Regions from separate parts of the Triticum aestivum genome. Here region 1 is linked to region 2. A link is a contact called in public Hi-C data. All regions are on one chromosome and are shown on one strand. The core of a region is the stretch at or near the end of the contact, and the rest is flanking DNA. Distances in the headings are between cores, read along the strand shown. Region 1 holds the start of LOC123071104. Region 2 holds the start of LOC123071102 (cytochrome P450 94B3).

Region 1 (3,823 bases), core at 161-2,660, 260 kb after region 2:
CCATGTGAATCTCGGTACTATTTTTCGGAGATCGGAGTATAACTCAATGCTGCTGCTACGAGCACTACTACTAGTATTGTGCTACAGAGTTCTTATAACAAAGGAAAACCCATAATCAATCGATGCAAAGCTATCCTAACAGTGTACTGGGCTAGTATCATGATCGAGGTGTTCTAGCTATTAGTTAGCAGTGGTCTGATCCTCCATCTTCCTGTTGATGGTGATACCCTGATCCCTCCTCGTCGGCGGCAGGCGTTCCTTCTCCTCCTCCACCTGCTCCAGCAGCACCTGCAGCTCCGCCTCCGACAGGCTCTCCAGCCGTTTCTGCAACGAAAACAGTTAATGGTGGCACTCAGTCACAACTGACAACTCACAAGTTTATGCATACAGTTGAACGTGCCAGAGTGACAAAAAAGGGTCACTAGCTCACCTCCATGACTTGCTTCTCGTAGTTCCTGAGCTGCGTGGCGTAGGTCATGTCCTTGTTGGCCACCCGGATCATGTAGGAGGAGATCCACCCCACCGTCATCCCGAGCACGATGAACAGCTGGACCACGTTGCCGGCTTGCAGGGGGTCGACGCCGAGGAACTGCGCGCGGTCAGGAACAGGGTTTGTGATCAGGTTCAGGTGAAAAACAGACGGGTTCTTCTTCTTCATCGATGGCAAATTGAGACGCTGCCGGGTTTTGCTACTAGAGAAATGAAGAGGAGGTCACCTCGAGGCCGGACTTGAGGCCGTAGCCCAGGAGGGTGACGCCGACGCCGATCAGCAGCACGTCTTTCCTCGAGTACCCGAACTCCACCTGCGGAAACGCAAGCGGGCGGGCGAATCGCCTGGTTAGCTCCAGCGTGTCGTGGAAGGCCGAACGAGTCGCCGAGGATTTCGGGACGCAGCGCATGCTGTGCTCACCTTGTCATCCGTGGCTTTGGAGTCATCCACGCTGCTTCTCAGCGCCGACCGCCTCCTCTGCCCCACGGGCCTCAGCAGCAGCGCGTTCGATCCCAGCACAGCTTGGGCTTCCGGAGATCATAACAAGATCAGTTTGTTAATAAATCCATCTGCTCACTGGATTCGTGCAGCTCATTGTCACAAGAGCATGGAGCAGAAGCAAAAGTACCAGAGTGGCCGGGGTGCAGGCAGGCCGTCTGGCCGAAGCGGACACCGCCGGCGGGCGCGGCGGTGGCCGTAGTCCCGGCCGAGCGGGGAGAGACGCGAAGGACCGGGGCGGACAGGGCTGCAGGCGCCATGGTTGCCGAGTAGTTCCACCGTTGCTGCTCGGCCGCACACCCGCGCCTCTGGCTCCCTTTATCCCACCTTATCCTCGACGTGCTAACTGACTGAGGGGGCGCTGCTCAGCCGCGTCCGCGTACACGTACACGTACACAAGCTCGCCACATCGAGGCCAAAAATGCGAGCGCGTCGACGAGACCAAATATCACACTCGTCTGGATAAGAGTGGCCGTTCTCCCGACCCACCCCGCGCGCGCGAACCCGTGGCCCTCGCGCGCTCATGGCTTCTTCCTCCTCCGTCTTCTCCCCGCTCCTGCGGCCTACACTCCGGCTGCCGGTCGCGTCGGTAACCACGCGCTCCTCTGTTCCCCACGCTGTGTCGGTGGACAACGCGGCCGCTGCCACGCAGCCGGCGCCGCTCGCGGTTGTCAGTCACAGGAGGGAGCTGGTGGTGGGAACAGCACTCGGCGCGCTGTTCTCGGCGACAACGTTGCCCGTAGGGGCGCGCGAGGTCGAGGCCGGCAAGTACCTGCCGCCGGCGCCGTCCAGCCCGGGCTTCGTGTTCTTCAAGGCCACCACCAAGGACACCCCTGCCCTCCGGGCTGGTGATCACTCGATTCTTGCTGTACTTTCTAGTACCAATCTTGCAATCTGATGCACCCTGTTGATTCATCAGCTGAGTCCAGTTTTGCTCATGAAATTCAGGCAATGTAGAACCTTACGAGTTCATCCTACCGCCCACCTGGAAGCAGCTGCGAGTGGCCAACATACTGTCCGGCAACTACTGCCAGCCCAAGTGCGCGGAGCCATGGGTGGAGGTGAAATTCGAGGACGAGAGGCAGGGCAAAGTGCAGGTGGTGGCCTCGCCGCTCATCCGCCTGACCAACCGGCCGAACGCCACCATCGAGGACATCGGCAGCCCCGAGAAGCTGATCGCCTCCCTGGGGCCCTTCGTCACCGGCAACACCTTGGAACCCGAGGAGATCATCGAGACCTCTGTCGAGAAGATCGGCGACCTAACTGTAAGTTTATCAGTCAACTTACTGATGGTGTTGCCGAAACCTGAATTCCTGATGCATGGGCATAAATTATTGTGATGCAGTACTACAGCTATGTGCTGGAGACTCCACTGGCACTGACGGGTTCCCACAATCTGGCCAAGGCCACGGCCAAGGGGAGCACGGTGGTGCTCTTCGTCGCGAGCGCCAGCGACAAGCAGTGGCAGTCGTCGCAAAAGATCCTGAAGGCTATGGTAGATTCATTCCAAATATGATTGCAGCAAGTGGGGGCTTGGCCTCCAGACCTGGACGCGCGGATTTGCTTGCATTACTTCCACGAGAGAAACTGGTACCTGTTTTTGAGGCTTGGAACACTTGTAATGAGCTCCTTGATCGACTAAGGTGACTATAAGCTTGTACACTGGCTTATTATAGAGGTTATTCCAATGTACACACTGATCATGAACAATTTGTCTCTTCTTCCAAACAGCAAAAAAGTCTTGAGTCTGAATTTTCTACCATGCACGTGAGGTACCATTGCAGCCGCTTGGAGCATCTCTAGCCGATCTCTTAAAATACTTTAGAGGAGCAAAAATATATTTTAAGGGCCTAAATGGGATCTAGCTGTTCGACTTCGTATTGTAGCCTTATTGTGTAATCCATACCATATTGGTATAGAACTTGTATGACATCATTATATATATGTGTGTGATAGGCCACCCCATAGAGGGTTGAGTCAGTTCCTCAAAACCTACGTTTTACATGGTATCGAGTCTAACCTAGGTCCTCTACTCCACCCGCCGCCGCCGCCCCACCAAAACCCTAAACCCTAGGGATGCTGCCGCCGGCGCCATGACCTCTTTCGCTTCAGGCGCCGCCAGCTCCCGGTCAATCCCCGCGTCACTTGCCACCCTCCTCAACCTCCCACCTCACCCCTGGCTCCGTCGGTGCCTTGGTTCTTCGGCATCACCGCCGTCGGCTCCATGTCCTCAGCGCTGATCCCGCCGTCACCGCCCGCGACGGCCTCAGCACCAGTCGCGCTGCCGCCGTCCGCGATGGCCCCCTCTGGATCCTCCTAGACACTCGCCGTCATACCGGCGACCTCGGGGGAGGCGCTGCCCGCGGAGCCACCTGCAGCCTCGCTCACAGCACCACCCGCGGCCATGATCCCGATCGTTCCCGCGCCGCCACACGCGGCATCGGTCGCGGCTGTGGTTCCTGTCGTGGCTCCGCCGACCGCCGCCGCTGCTGCTGGCGTCATCACGCCCGCCGGGCCGTTCCACTTCGACAACTTGATCGCCATCAGACTCACGCCGGACAACTACCTGTTCTGGCGCGCCAAGGTCCTACCGCTGCTCCGCAGCCGGTCTCTCCTAGGGTTTGTGGATGGTTCGCTACCGGTACCTCCGCAGGTCATCCCTACCGTACACGGCCCGACCATTAACCCGAAACACCGTATGTGGGTGCAGCAGGACCAGGCGATCCTCTCTGTCATCCAGGTCTCCCTCGGCGACGGGGTCGCAGGTCTCTGTCTCTTCGCCACCACCTTCATGGACGCTTGGACGACCCTGAAGCATGCCTTTGCCCAGGTCTC
Region 2 (4,023 bases), core at 971-3,470:
TCCATGACGGACACCACGTTCGACAAGTGTTCAGCCAAAAGTCATTGCCATTTTTTTTGACTTTCTTGTTGTTTACTTTGGAGCAAACGATGGATTCGGACAAAGAATACTTCTACAACGAGTTCATGGAGCCATCTTCATCAAGGAACTCATGAACAGTTGTAAAATGATCTAGTTGAGCATTTCTAGACGTTTCATACGACAACTGCCGCATGACTGGCGTGTCCCATGGTTTCTGCCACAAGTTAAGTTAAGATAATTCCTGAACTGTATGTGTAACTGAAGTACTGAACCATCGCCCAAAACATAACCAAATAATTACTTGAACACAAATGAGCCATGAACAAATACCAGCATATTACTAGTTTATTAAAAGTTGCGGATGTAAATGAAAACCTTTAAACCCTCTAGTAATTTTTTGCCCGAACCAAGCAAGAACACAAGAGAGATGGAGTACAGAGCAATTGTGTTTTGTGACAAAATGGACTCCTCCAAGCATCCTAGCTAGTCTCCCCTGTTCTATTCTTCACCTGCATCGGCAGGCCGCCTCCCATCCGCAGCGTCAGTGACATTATGAGCTTGGGATGCCCCTCGCCGCCGGCGTACCGGATGCTGAACCTCTCCAGCACGCACGCCACGATGGACTTCATCTGTATGTAGGCCATCTCCTTGCCGAGGCACATCCTCGGCCCCGCGTGGAAGACCGCGTACTTAAACGGGCTCTCCGGCCGGAACGCGCCCTCCTCGTCGAGCCAACGCTCCGGCCTGAACTCCTCGCAGTCCTTGCCCCAGACGCCCTCCAGCCGCGCCATGGCGAACGCGCAGTATGTCATCAGCCAGCCTTTTCCGACGAACGTGCCGTCCGGGAGGAAATCGTCCTCCTTGCAGCTGTGCGTGTCGGCGGCCACCGGCGGGTACAGCCGCATCGACTCCGTGATGGCCGCGTGGAGGTAGTGCATCTCGCGTAGCTCGTCGAAGCTGAGAGTCGACGACGCGCCGTCGCCCGACGCACGCACCGCGCGGATCTCGCGCGTGATCTTCTCCTCCACGTCGGGCCGCGTGGACACTAACCAGAAGAACCAGGTCAGCGCGGACGAGGTCGTGTCGCGGCCGGCGAGGATGAAGTTGGTGACCACGTCGCGGAGGCTCTCGTCGCTGTGCTCGCCGGCCGCGGCGAAGCGCGACAGGAAGTCGTCCCTGCTGACCAGCCCAGCCTCCCCTCTCTCCTTGCGCTCACGGACGATCTTGTCGGCGTAGCCGTGGATCGTGGCGAGCGCTGAGCGCATCCGCCTCTCCGGCTCCATGTCGAGTAGCCTCTTGACGCGCCACAGCCACTTGGCAGGCGACATGAACCGGGCCATGATGGTGTTCTGCGCGTCGTTGAAGGCGGCCATGAACTCCGCGCTCTCGGGCGCGGCCATGCTCTCCTCGGCGAGGCAGGCCGGGTCCTCGCCGAAGGCCACGCGGCAGATGTTGTCGAACGCGAAGCGCTCCAGCACGTCCTGCACGTCCAGCGTCCGCCCGTCGCGCCCCGCGCGGTCGAGCAGCGGCAGCAGCCGCTCGACGACCTCGAAGCGGACGGCGTCGACCACGAAGTTCCTCAGCGAGCGCTTGTTGAACTCGTAGCTGGCGGCCTTGCGCTGCCACAGCCACTGCTCGCCGTCGGAGTTGAAGATGCCGTGGCCGAGGAAGTCCTCGAGCATGGAGACCGAGAGCTCGCCCTTGGGGTAATTCCCAAAGTTAGCCTTGAGTATGTGCTCGACGCATGCCGGGTCGGCGGTGATGGCGCCGCCGGTGAGGCCGGGCACCTTGAAGGCGAGGGTGTGCGTGGGGCTGCCCTGCATGACGCCGGTGTACCACTCGAGGAAGCGGTCCTGGTTCTTGACGAAGTGCGGCAGCGTGCCGAGGATGGGGTAGACCTTGAGGCCATGCCCACGAGGCTGCTTCTTGGGGTCCGGCCGCAGGTAGAGAAAGTAGAGAAGAGGGAGGAGAGGGAGGAGGAGGAGGGGAAGGGATGAGGCCAAGGAGAGTTCCATGGTGAGTGAGTGAGTTGGTCGATCTTGCCTAGCGTGCGAGCGGTGCGGGTGATACTAGATCACTCTGCCTGCGATGGGAGGTCAAGGATTTTTCTGTTTTGTTGTATACTCGATCTGACTTGCCTCCCGATTCAGAGTTCTATGGTGAGTGAGTACAGTCGATCGACGACGAGTCAGAGTTGCCTCCCGATTCAATTATTTGATTCATGCATCGGGTTGCTACATTGGACATCACCACTTGCATTTACAGTATGTCTGTAGATGCTTTTTCAGGATCTGCTTACCAATCAAAATGAAAAAGGGAATGAAAATGCCTGCCGGTGGCATCGTCCCGGAGCGCTCGGCCCCGACGTATCTGCTGTCATGCTATTGGTGCCTATGCAAACATCATTCAGGCTTTTTCATTCTTCATAACCCCCGGTAAAACCCTTATTCAGGCTTTGGTCCGCTCCTATATATAAAAAATTCAGGCGGAGAGGCTCCTACCCCTCACCCCGCTCTTTGAAATTTCAAAATAAAATGGAAAACAAATCAAGGTGTTACGCAGATCTTAGCATTGACATTAATATAAAAAGTTTTCTGACGCTCAAATCAAGGTGTTGCGTGGATCTTTAGCATCGACTTCCAAAAAGAAAAATTTATGGGCATATGGCAAACCGTTGATACGGTAATAAGCGGATCTAATTATAACTTTAGTAGTATAACTGCTTTTTTTGGAATACGCAAAGCTTGCGTATCATTTCGTTGATAGATGAAAATAGAATGAGTACATGAGGTGTTACAACACATGACACGCACGCAAGGGGCGTGAACATGGTGCCAGAAGCGGAGAAACAAGAGATGCTCGACCCAAAAACAAAAAAAGAACACATCTAAACTCGCCGACTAGAGAAGTTATCTAACCAACAATCAAACGACCAAGCATCTCCAATCCAGCACCGAGGACGCCGCAAGCAAATCAAGACAATGCCTTCATGAAGGAGAACAACACCAGGACGCCATCATCGTCTGGTCAAAAAGAACGGTCCTAGGGTTTCCCCTGATGCTCGAACAGGGGCATGGATAATGGCCATGGCAGCCCCTCCAGAAAGAGGATGACACCCGTGGGTGTCACTGCTGCCAGCATAAGATGCAGGGATTTCGCGCTAGCCAAATTCCGAGCAATACCATGCCGCCGGAGCACAGATCGGAGACGAGGCAGTCGGTCATAGGCCGAAGCAGCAACTGCAGGAAGAGGAGCCCCGCCCGACGCCGAAGGAGGCACCGGGCTCGATCGGATGTGTGAGCTCCAGAGGAGGACAAGGTTGCGCGTAAACCTGGGAATGGTTTGGACTGAAACTACAGTTTCAGTACAGTTTGCCTTTTGGTCTGCCTTCAGATTGGATGGAATGGGCTAAGCCCCTAATTAATTTGGTTTGGACTGGACTGTACTTCCTCCTTTCCGGTTTATAGGGCTTATCTCAAAATTTTACTTTTTCCATTTTATAAGGCTTAATTTGGTTGTTTTTCATCACATGTTCAGATTCCAAGGTGCATTAAATCATTGCATGCAAGTATTAAGAGAAAACTGACCAATGCATGTACTTAATGCATGCATGCATGCATTGCAATTAATGCATTGATAAACATAATTTTTTGAGAAAAACAAGAGCATTAATTAGGTGCTTTTGCAAAACTACAAAAAATATTCCACCACTCACCATCTACCTTGATTGGTGAGATTTTTGAATTGAGCCCTATAAATTGGAAAGGAGGGAGTACCAATTATTGGACTGATTTGGATTGGTTTGGACAGAGACAGATCGGTCTCAAACAATACACCCATGGATGAAAACCAAATCGAGTGACTGGGTTAGGAGTCACCGGTTCCCACTGCCGCTGTCGCGCGTGCTGCGCGGCCGTGGTCTCTACGTGCACCGTAGTGGTGGGAGAGAGGAGGAGCACCGCAGTGGTGGGGCCCGTCGACCGCGGGCATTGCGCCGTGGTC

What was found. Hi-C and Micro-C count contacts between places; a contact is called where the count stands out from the background.
Region 1: a contact with region 2 is called in a Hi-C map of leaf, with 5 times the contacts expected there. The contact joins the promoter of LOC123071104 here to the promoter of LOC123071102 in region 2. A contact is called at or near these places in 2 of 5 Hi-C or Micro-C datasets (both in leaf).

What each region holds. Positions count from the first base shown.
Region 1 is chr3B:589,424,117-589,427,939 of IWGSC CS RefSeq v2.1, forward strand. LOC123071104 reads right to left here and starts at 1,411. Exons shown (of 5, transcript XM_044494581.1): 1 at 1,119-1,411; 2 at 911-1,017; 3 at 717-803; 4 at 431-589; 5 at 40-324. The coding sequence starts at 1,248. The coding sequence ends at 181. LOC123071103 (psbP domain-containing protein 6, chloroplastic) reads left to right here and starts at 1,377. Exons shown (of 4, transcript XR_006434136.1): 1 at 1,377-1,836; 2 at 1,937-2,253; 3 at 2,334-2,631; 4 at 2,720-2,747.
Region 2 is chr3B:589,158,787-589,162,809 of IWGSC CS RefSeq v2.1, forward strand. LOC123071102 (cytochrome P450 94B3) reads right to left here and starts at 2,221. Exons shown (of 1, transcript XM_044494578.1): 1 at 341-2,221. The coding sequence starts at 2,036. The coding sequence ends at 501.